2 separate regions of the Sus scrofa genome follow, and region 2 is linked to region 1. A link is a contact called in public HiChIP or PLAC-seq data. All regions are on one chromosome and are shown on one strand. The core of a region is the stretch at or near the end of the contact, and the rest is flanking DNA. Distances in the headings are between cores, read along the strand shown. Region 1 overlaps THSD4 (thrombospondin type-1 domain-containing protein 4). Region 2 overlaps THSD4 (thrombospondin type-1 domain-containing protein 4).

Evidence for each region. HiChIP or PLAC-seq counts read pairs in DNA pulled down with a chosen protein or histone mark.
Region 2: a contact with region 1 is called in an H3K27ac HiChIP or PLAC-seq map of skeletal muscle, with 2.8 times the contacts expected there. The contact joins two enhancer-like sites. A contact is called at or near these places in 1 of 47 Hi-C or Micro-C datasets (embryonic fibroblasts) and 1 of 2 datasets of contacts at active chromatin or transcription factors (skeletal muscle).

What each region holds. Positions count from the first base shown.
Region 1 is chr1:168,858,474-168,861,939 of Sscrofa11.1, reverse strand. The region is part of intron 4 of THSD4 (thrombospondin type-1 domain-containing protein 4); the gene reads right to left. Among named protein-coding and RNA genes, the nearest start is that of THSD4, 110 kb to the right of the region's middle. Within about 2 kb of position 1,404, at least 12 of the 83 cell types and tissues checked have an H3K27ac peak or open chromatin away from gene starts, as enhancers often do. A contact at or near this core is called in skeletal muscle, where this site is marked.
Region 2 is chr1:169,008,190-169,011,425 of Sscrofa11.1, reverse strand. The region is part of intron 7 of THSD4 (thrombospondin type-1 domain-containing protein 4); the gene reads right to left. Among named protein-coding and RNA genes, the nearest start is that of NANOG, 54 kb to the left of the region's middle. Within about 2 kb of position 1,790, at least 12 of the 83 cell types and tissues checked have an H3K27ac peak or open chromatin away from gene starts, as enhancers often do. A contact at or near this core is called in skeletal muscle, where this site is marked.

The sequences.
Region 1 (3,466 bases), core at 155-2,654:
AAAAATGTAGCTGTTTACAGATGTGGGGAGGATGGTAAGAAGCAAATGTTGAAGCCTCCGATCAGAACTGTCCCCAAGGTTTTGTCAGCTCTACACAGGAGAGAATCACAAGGAGAATCCAAGGAGCAACCAAGGAGAATCCAAGTCAGCAACCTTAATGTGTAAGTATGCAGACATGTCAACTGGACATAAAATACTCACTATAAATAGGTGGGAAGCCCCAAAGATGGAGGGGACAGAAAACAGGGAACAAAATATTCTTCTGAAATGTCACTGTCAATAACTGAAAAGCCATATACTCCCAGAAAACTTTAGATCAAGAAAGGCCACCACCAGCCTCATGCCCAGCTTCTTTGCAGTCTGGACGTGCTTGGGGAACACAGCCTAGGTAAGCAATGGCACTGACACTCTGACATCCAATGCAGTATTTTTGACACCCCAGTGCATTTTCCCAGGTTGTCTACAGCATCCCCACCCATGAGGTCCCCAAGTCAGGGTCAGGCCTTTGACTTCTCTCTCCACCAGATTTGTTTTCATAATCCAAGCCCTTGGTCATCACCCTCTAGCTCAAAAGACCCTCATCTCTGCCTAGAAAATAAAGTTCAAACCTATATGTCTCTAAGGCACATTCTGTGTGATGCCTCGTGAAGTCCTTCACCCTCTGGTCTCCGTCTCTCTCCCCAGATTCGGCTACAGTCTTCATCCTCTCCCCGTCTCCTGCCGGCAACCCTACACTTTCCAGGCATAATAGATCACTCACCATTTCCCAAACATACTGAGCTCTTGTGCCTCCAAGGACCTGCCTGGAATTCTACCCTCCTGACTTCTGAACTGGGGTAGCCTTCCAGGCCCAAAATAAACATCAGCGCCCCACAGGCTTCCCCTACACCGCCCACACATGGTTAGTGCTCTGGAGGGGCAGTCCACACACCCCTCTGACACAGCGTTAACACTTTTTCTCAATAAGGTTGTTAAGTAAAAAGCCTGGCTCCTCCACAAGTCCTCTAGTTCTTTGGGGCAAGGCTTGTCAGCTTCTTGTTCCTGTGTGGATAATCCCTAAGACTAGCAGCGGGTCTGCCCCAGAGGCATTCTCTGAATGTTTGTTGAAATAACACCTGTGAAAGACCATGGCTTAATTGCTCAGTATTTCTTACCAATGGGTCAGTAAAGGTTATCTCTGTGGATCAATTAGTAGAGACATGGAGGCTCTGAGTTCCAATAAGCAAAAAGTCAAGGCAGCGTGGGAAGCAAAGAGGGCTGGTGAAATTAAAAATCAGTAGCCTTTGGCCACCTAGAGAGACCTTAATGCTCAAATTCAGGAGGAAGAATGGGAGGGAGCAACAGCTCAAGGGCAGAAACATGAGGCCATGTGATCCAAGGCAAGCTGGATGGAAAGGAGCAGCCAGCCTGAAACTGGCAAGAGAGCTCTGTGTTCCTAAAACACGCCCCGTTCCATTGTGATCACCTGCCAAAGGGAGAAAGGATAGCATGTGCTAAGTTCAAAGAGGCTGTGAGCAAATGGTTTAGGTTGAGTGCATATGTCTTTTTAGAAGTTCAGAAGACTGAAAGTCCTGCCAGGGCTGTTCCAGGCAATAAATTCTCTGGTGTCTACAGAAGATAAGAGGCAAAACTCTGGCTACTTAGGGAAATAAAAATTAAGATAATGAAAACAAAAGCCTTCCTGACTGCCTACTGGGCGGTACACACTGTCACATGCATTAGCCAGTTTGACCAGATCTGCTCCCTGGAAAGTACTTAAGGTCTGGATCTAAAGACCAGCATGAGAATCAGCTGACAGGTTTGCTCTGAGCCTTTGGGGAACAAGGATCTCAGAGGCTTATATGTGGGGCAGGGGCAAGGGGGAGGGAGGAGGGACACAGGGGAAGTGACAAATCTGTTTTAACAAGAGAGAAGGGAAGAAGTGTTGGCATAAATGGACACAGGGGTACTAGCAGGAGCCAAGAGGCAAGCAGTCTAGCAAGAGAAGCAGAAAGGTAGTTCTGGAGTGACTCTGAGTTTAAAAGGCCCTCTTTGCACTGGGAAGCCAAGCCTCAAGAAGACCTGAAATTCACTGACCCAAATGCTGACCTCCCAGAAGGTGAGGACTATAATACTGTTCCTGGACGCACACCCCCAAATATAAAACAGACTGCAGAACAGACTCAGTCCTGGGGCAAGGATACAGGGAGATGACTTAAAGACTCTGATCTAGATAACCGCCTTCGGGCTGCTTCTCCTTGCCTAGAGGATGATGTCTGAAAACCAGCCAAGCATCCCTAAGAACAAATCATCCCAGTGCCCACAGGTGCCACGGTGCATCTGAGTGGTACCCAGCTTCTAGGACGAATCTTTGGGTGCCTTGTTAGGTGTGGGCCTGGAGAGGTGGAGCAAGGACAAGTGAGGGGTGATTAAGATCAACAGAAAGCCATAGTGTTCAGTGGCTGCAGGGGTCCACTTACAGTTGAGCAGGTTGTTCACTGCACCAGGACACCTAGGTGTTGAAATCTAGTGATTACACTTCCCACTTCCCAGTGGGAAGATGAATGGAGCCAGAGGAAGAGGTATCTTTTTTGGATTCACACAAAAGGCAAAAAAATGAGATCATGGAGGTCCGACAAAGAGGCATTTCCAGTTGAGGCTGAGTTAATATTTGACTGCTCAGAGCAAAGATGACAGCCCTACCCTATTTCAAGCTCGGCAGGGCATCCCGGAAGGTGAGGAGGCTAAGAGGTCCACTGGGACAGAGATGGTAACAGGGGATGGTAGAAAGATCCTGGGAATCAAACAGGCCATGTCAGTCACTCATTACCTGCATGATCAGTTAGGCAACATCTCCCATCTACAGTGGCAAAATGGGGTAAAGGTGCCTTCTTCATCAATGGCTGTGGTTAGGGTTAAATGAAGGGAAAGGGCCTAGGGCAGGGCTTGGTCCTTGGGATTGCTCTGTAAATGGTGGTTACCATGACGGCTGCACTGTCCCCAGGGTGAGAAAAACAGAGCCTGCAACCTTGACACGCAAGGGTCACTGCAGAGGCAGACAGCCAAATGTGGGCTGAGAGGTCCAGCGCTGGCTTTGCATGAAAGAACAGTAAATGCATTCATTCCTCCAGTGCAACTGAGAGGGGCCCCCTTGGGAATCAAACCTGTTGCTGGTGTGTGTTGTGATCTGAACCGGAGCAGCCCTGCAGGACCCAAGGGCTTAGGGGAAACCAGATGAGATTACCTGTGGGGCAGAGTGCCTGGCCAGGCAGGTGCTAAGCAAACATGAGCTCCTAACCCCTCTCCCCAGGAGGATTCTCAGGGTCCTCTGCCCCTGAGGCTGGCCCGCAGCAGGTTGAAGCAAACTGAAGAACCCTTTTTGTGTAAGCACTGCTGAATTCATTAATGCAACAGTAATAACGATTATAAGCCCACTTACATTTCTTGAGCATCTTTTACATGAAAGGCCCTCAGAGGAAGCAATGGT
Region 2 (3,236 bases), core at 541-3,040, 150 kb before region 1:
TATGTTAGGTGTGTAATCTCAATGTTTGAAAATGAGAAAAACCATAGATAATGGAAAAGAAGTGCATATAGTCAGTCAAATTTCCTCAAGTTCACTTTAGGTTTCTGTTTAATTCTATCTCTCTCTCTCTGTTTTGTTTTGTTTTGTTTTCTTGTTTGTTTTTGGGGTTTTTTTGGCTGCAGTCGAGGTATGCAGAAGTTCCCAGGCCAGGGATTGAACCCATGCTACATCTATAACCAGGGCCACTGCAGTGTCAACACCACCCAGATCCTTAACCCACTGAGCCACAAGGGAACACCTAAGTTTCTGTTTAAGATTTCAGGAGGCCTTGACCACAAACAGGACCTGGGCTCTAAATTTTTTTATTTTTGGGCGGCTCCTGAGGCAATTGGAGGTTCCCAGGCTAGCAGCTGAATGGGGGCTACAGCTGCTGGCCTACACCACAGCCCATAGCAATGCTGGATCCTTAACCCACTGAGCAAGGCCAGGGATCGAACCTGCAACCTCATGGTTCCTAGTTGGATTTGTTTCCACTGCGCCACGATGGGAACTCCTAAAATTTTAATGCTTAGTTAATCCTATTCTTGATCATTTTTTGGAAAGGAGGTTAGGAAAGCCAGTTTCTAACTTATTCTTCGGTTCATTCATTTACACATTTTTAAAACATTTATTGAATAATCTTAATAACTTAAGCACTGTGGATATAAATATGTCTAACACTGATTGACTCTCTGCCTTAGCAGCTTAGACATATGTCAAAATAACTGTAACATAATATGATAAGCATTTTAATAGGCACAAGCAGAAAGTGCTTTTAGAATCCAGTTTGCTTGGGGAAGAGATACAAGAGGGAGTCCACTGAGGGTCACACAGCTCAGGATTCCGGCGAAGTAACAGCTCTCCACCCTATTTTCAGGCTTGAATCAGGCACACGTTTGGCACAGGCGAGAACGATTTACCCAATGCAACGATTCTCTTGGTTTCAGCAAGGAACCACAGAACTCTAAGCAAAAGCCCACAAAATAAAGCCCATAACCAAATGAAAAAAAAAAAAAAAAAAAAAGGAACTTAGGGCAAAGGGCAGAGAAGCGAGCAGGGTGGTTTGGTTCTGATCAAAGCCTGAGAGCCAGCTGGGAGAGGAGGTGGGAAATCTCCACCAAGCGTGGGTGGAGTGTGGGCGCCGCATGGAAGGTGATAGAGATAAGGAGGGCAGGTGGGTGGCAGAAGGAGGTCTTTCCCCTCAACAGAAAGCACCACGGGAAACAGCACTCTGCTACTCGCTTAGCTTCTTCCTATCTTTAGCTCTGTCCGGACTCAAGAAATTCAGTGTGAGCAAAATTAAAAGCAAGATGAGGGACGCAGGAGGCTGGGGAGGTGCCACACACTCTCCTTGACCTTCCAGGCCTTATGTCCCTGGGATCTGGGCAAGAGGGCTTTACGGCCTTGTATTCTCAGCATCAACTACCCTGCCCATCTCAGCCAAAGTGGAAGAAGCTCTGTGTTGCATTCAGGACCCATTTCATTTGCTGAAAGCCAACAGATAGAGTCCCTCAATTCATTTACACATTGGTTTGAAGCACCTACTCACAAGCAAAGGGCCAGGAATTGCTCCTGGCCTGGACAGGTGGCAGGCCAGAGTGATGGGAACAAAGAGTCACAAGAAGTGGGAACAGAAGAACAGAAGCAGTGCTCCAGGGGACCAGCCAATGGCTTTTGAGCAGAGTCCACTGGGTGGCCCAAGAGTGGACATTAGAAGGGTTCTCTAGGATGCCAGGCAGTGCATACATTCTTGTGAAGGCACAGCCCTGCGAGTCTGCTAGGTCAGGGAGCAACATGTGCCAGCCCTGCCAGCACTGGGGCCCAGGAGGCCTGGCAGGAGACAGATGATGAAGGGCCTGGACTTTATTCCCTAGGCAATGGGGAGCCACTTTGCTGTACAGCAGAAATTAACACAGCATTGTAAATCAACTATATTTCAATTAAAAAAAAAAAGAGGGCTTCAAATGCACTCTTTCGCTTTAGGCAAAGTCGGGGATAGAGCACTTTCCCTTCAAAGCCTGGCTATCTATATGCAGTCTTTTGCCTAAGGCCAACATTTGGGATCCTTCACTCCCTGTCGAGAAGGAAGTGTCATCCAGGACTGCAGGATTGGAGAGGAATCCCCAAGCTCTCCAGCCCCCAGCCCAAGGACGTCTGCATTCTTCCTGCCTCTCTTCCAATTCTTGGATCTAAGACACCATAGGAGCTCCAGTAACAGGGTAAACAGGCTAGTGGGGGGAGCACTCAGCCGGGCGCTGGGATAAAACACTCCAGCTTGCTCTGGGAGGACCCGGGGGCTTTTCTGTGGCTTCGCATCCGGAGGACGCCCTTCTTCCCCAGCTACTCTTCTGTGGGTTGAGCTCATATCCTTATTTAACGCTTGTCACTTTTCATTAACTTTTGTTGCAGGCCTGGGTTTGCTTTCAACTCTCTGAGGCCAGCAGAGGCTTCCTGGAGCTATTGCAGATATAGACACCCCTGTGAGAGAGTAACAGCTGTCTCAGGCCCAAGTCAGAGAGAGATAGCAATTTGAATTCTGGGCTTCCAATCAAATATTCAGAAAAGGGCACTTTCCCCTTTGCAAGTTGCAAAGGAGACAGAATGTCAGTCTGGGAAGCAAATGTATTTCTGATTATTTAAAGTTCTAAGAGGATGGGACAGTCAGTGGTTCCAGCAGTGTCAATAAGCAAATTTCAGGCAAGTGAACAGAGAACAAATATGAAGTTAATATCAATGTCGTGCTTATAACAACAAATTCCTGTTCATTTGCTCACATCCTAGGGAATGTGCCTCAGTTTTTCAGCAATTATCATCTCCCACCTGTGCTGTCGTACACCACTGGTTTTCATCAATTACTAGCTAAGAATCCTTACCCTCGTCCTTGTAAATGTGTGTGTGTGTTTTTTTTTTTTTTTTTTTTTTTCATCTCCTCACCTCAAAGACAATGCAACACTAAGAAAAGAAGCTCCCCCAATGGAAAGAGATGATATTGCGTCTTCCTTCCAACCCATCTCACCTCTCTATATTTACATTTCTAGTTCTTTGTGGACTGTATTTTAATCAAAGCATCTTTTAAAACTTTGTGGCACAAAGTGTGATCCGTGGACCAGCAGCATCAGCATCACAGGGGAGCTTGTTAGAGACGTAGATGACTCAGACACTTTCCCAGACCTACCAATGCAGAGTCTGCCATGATT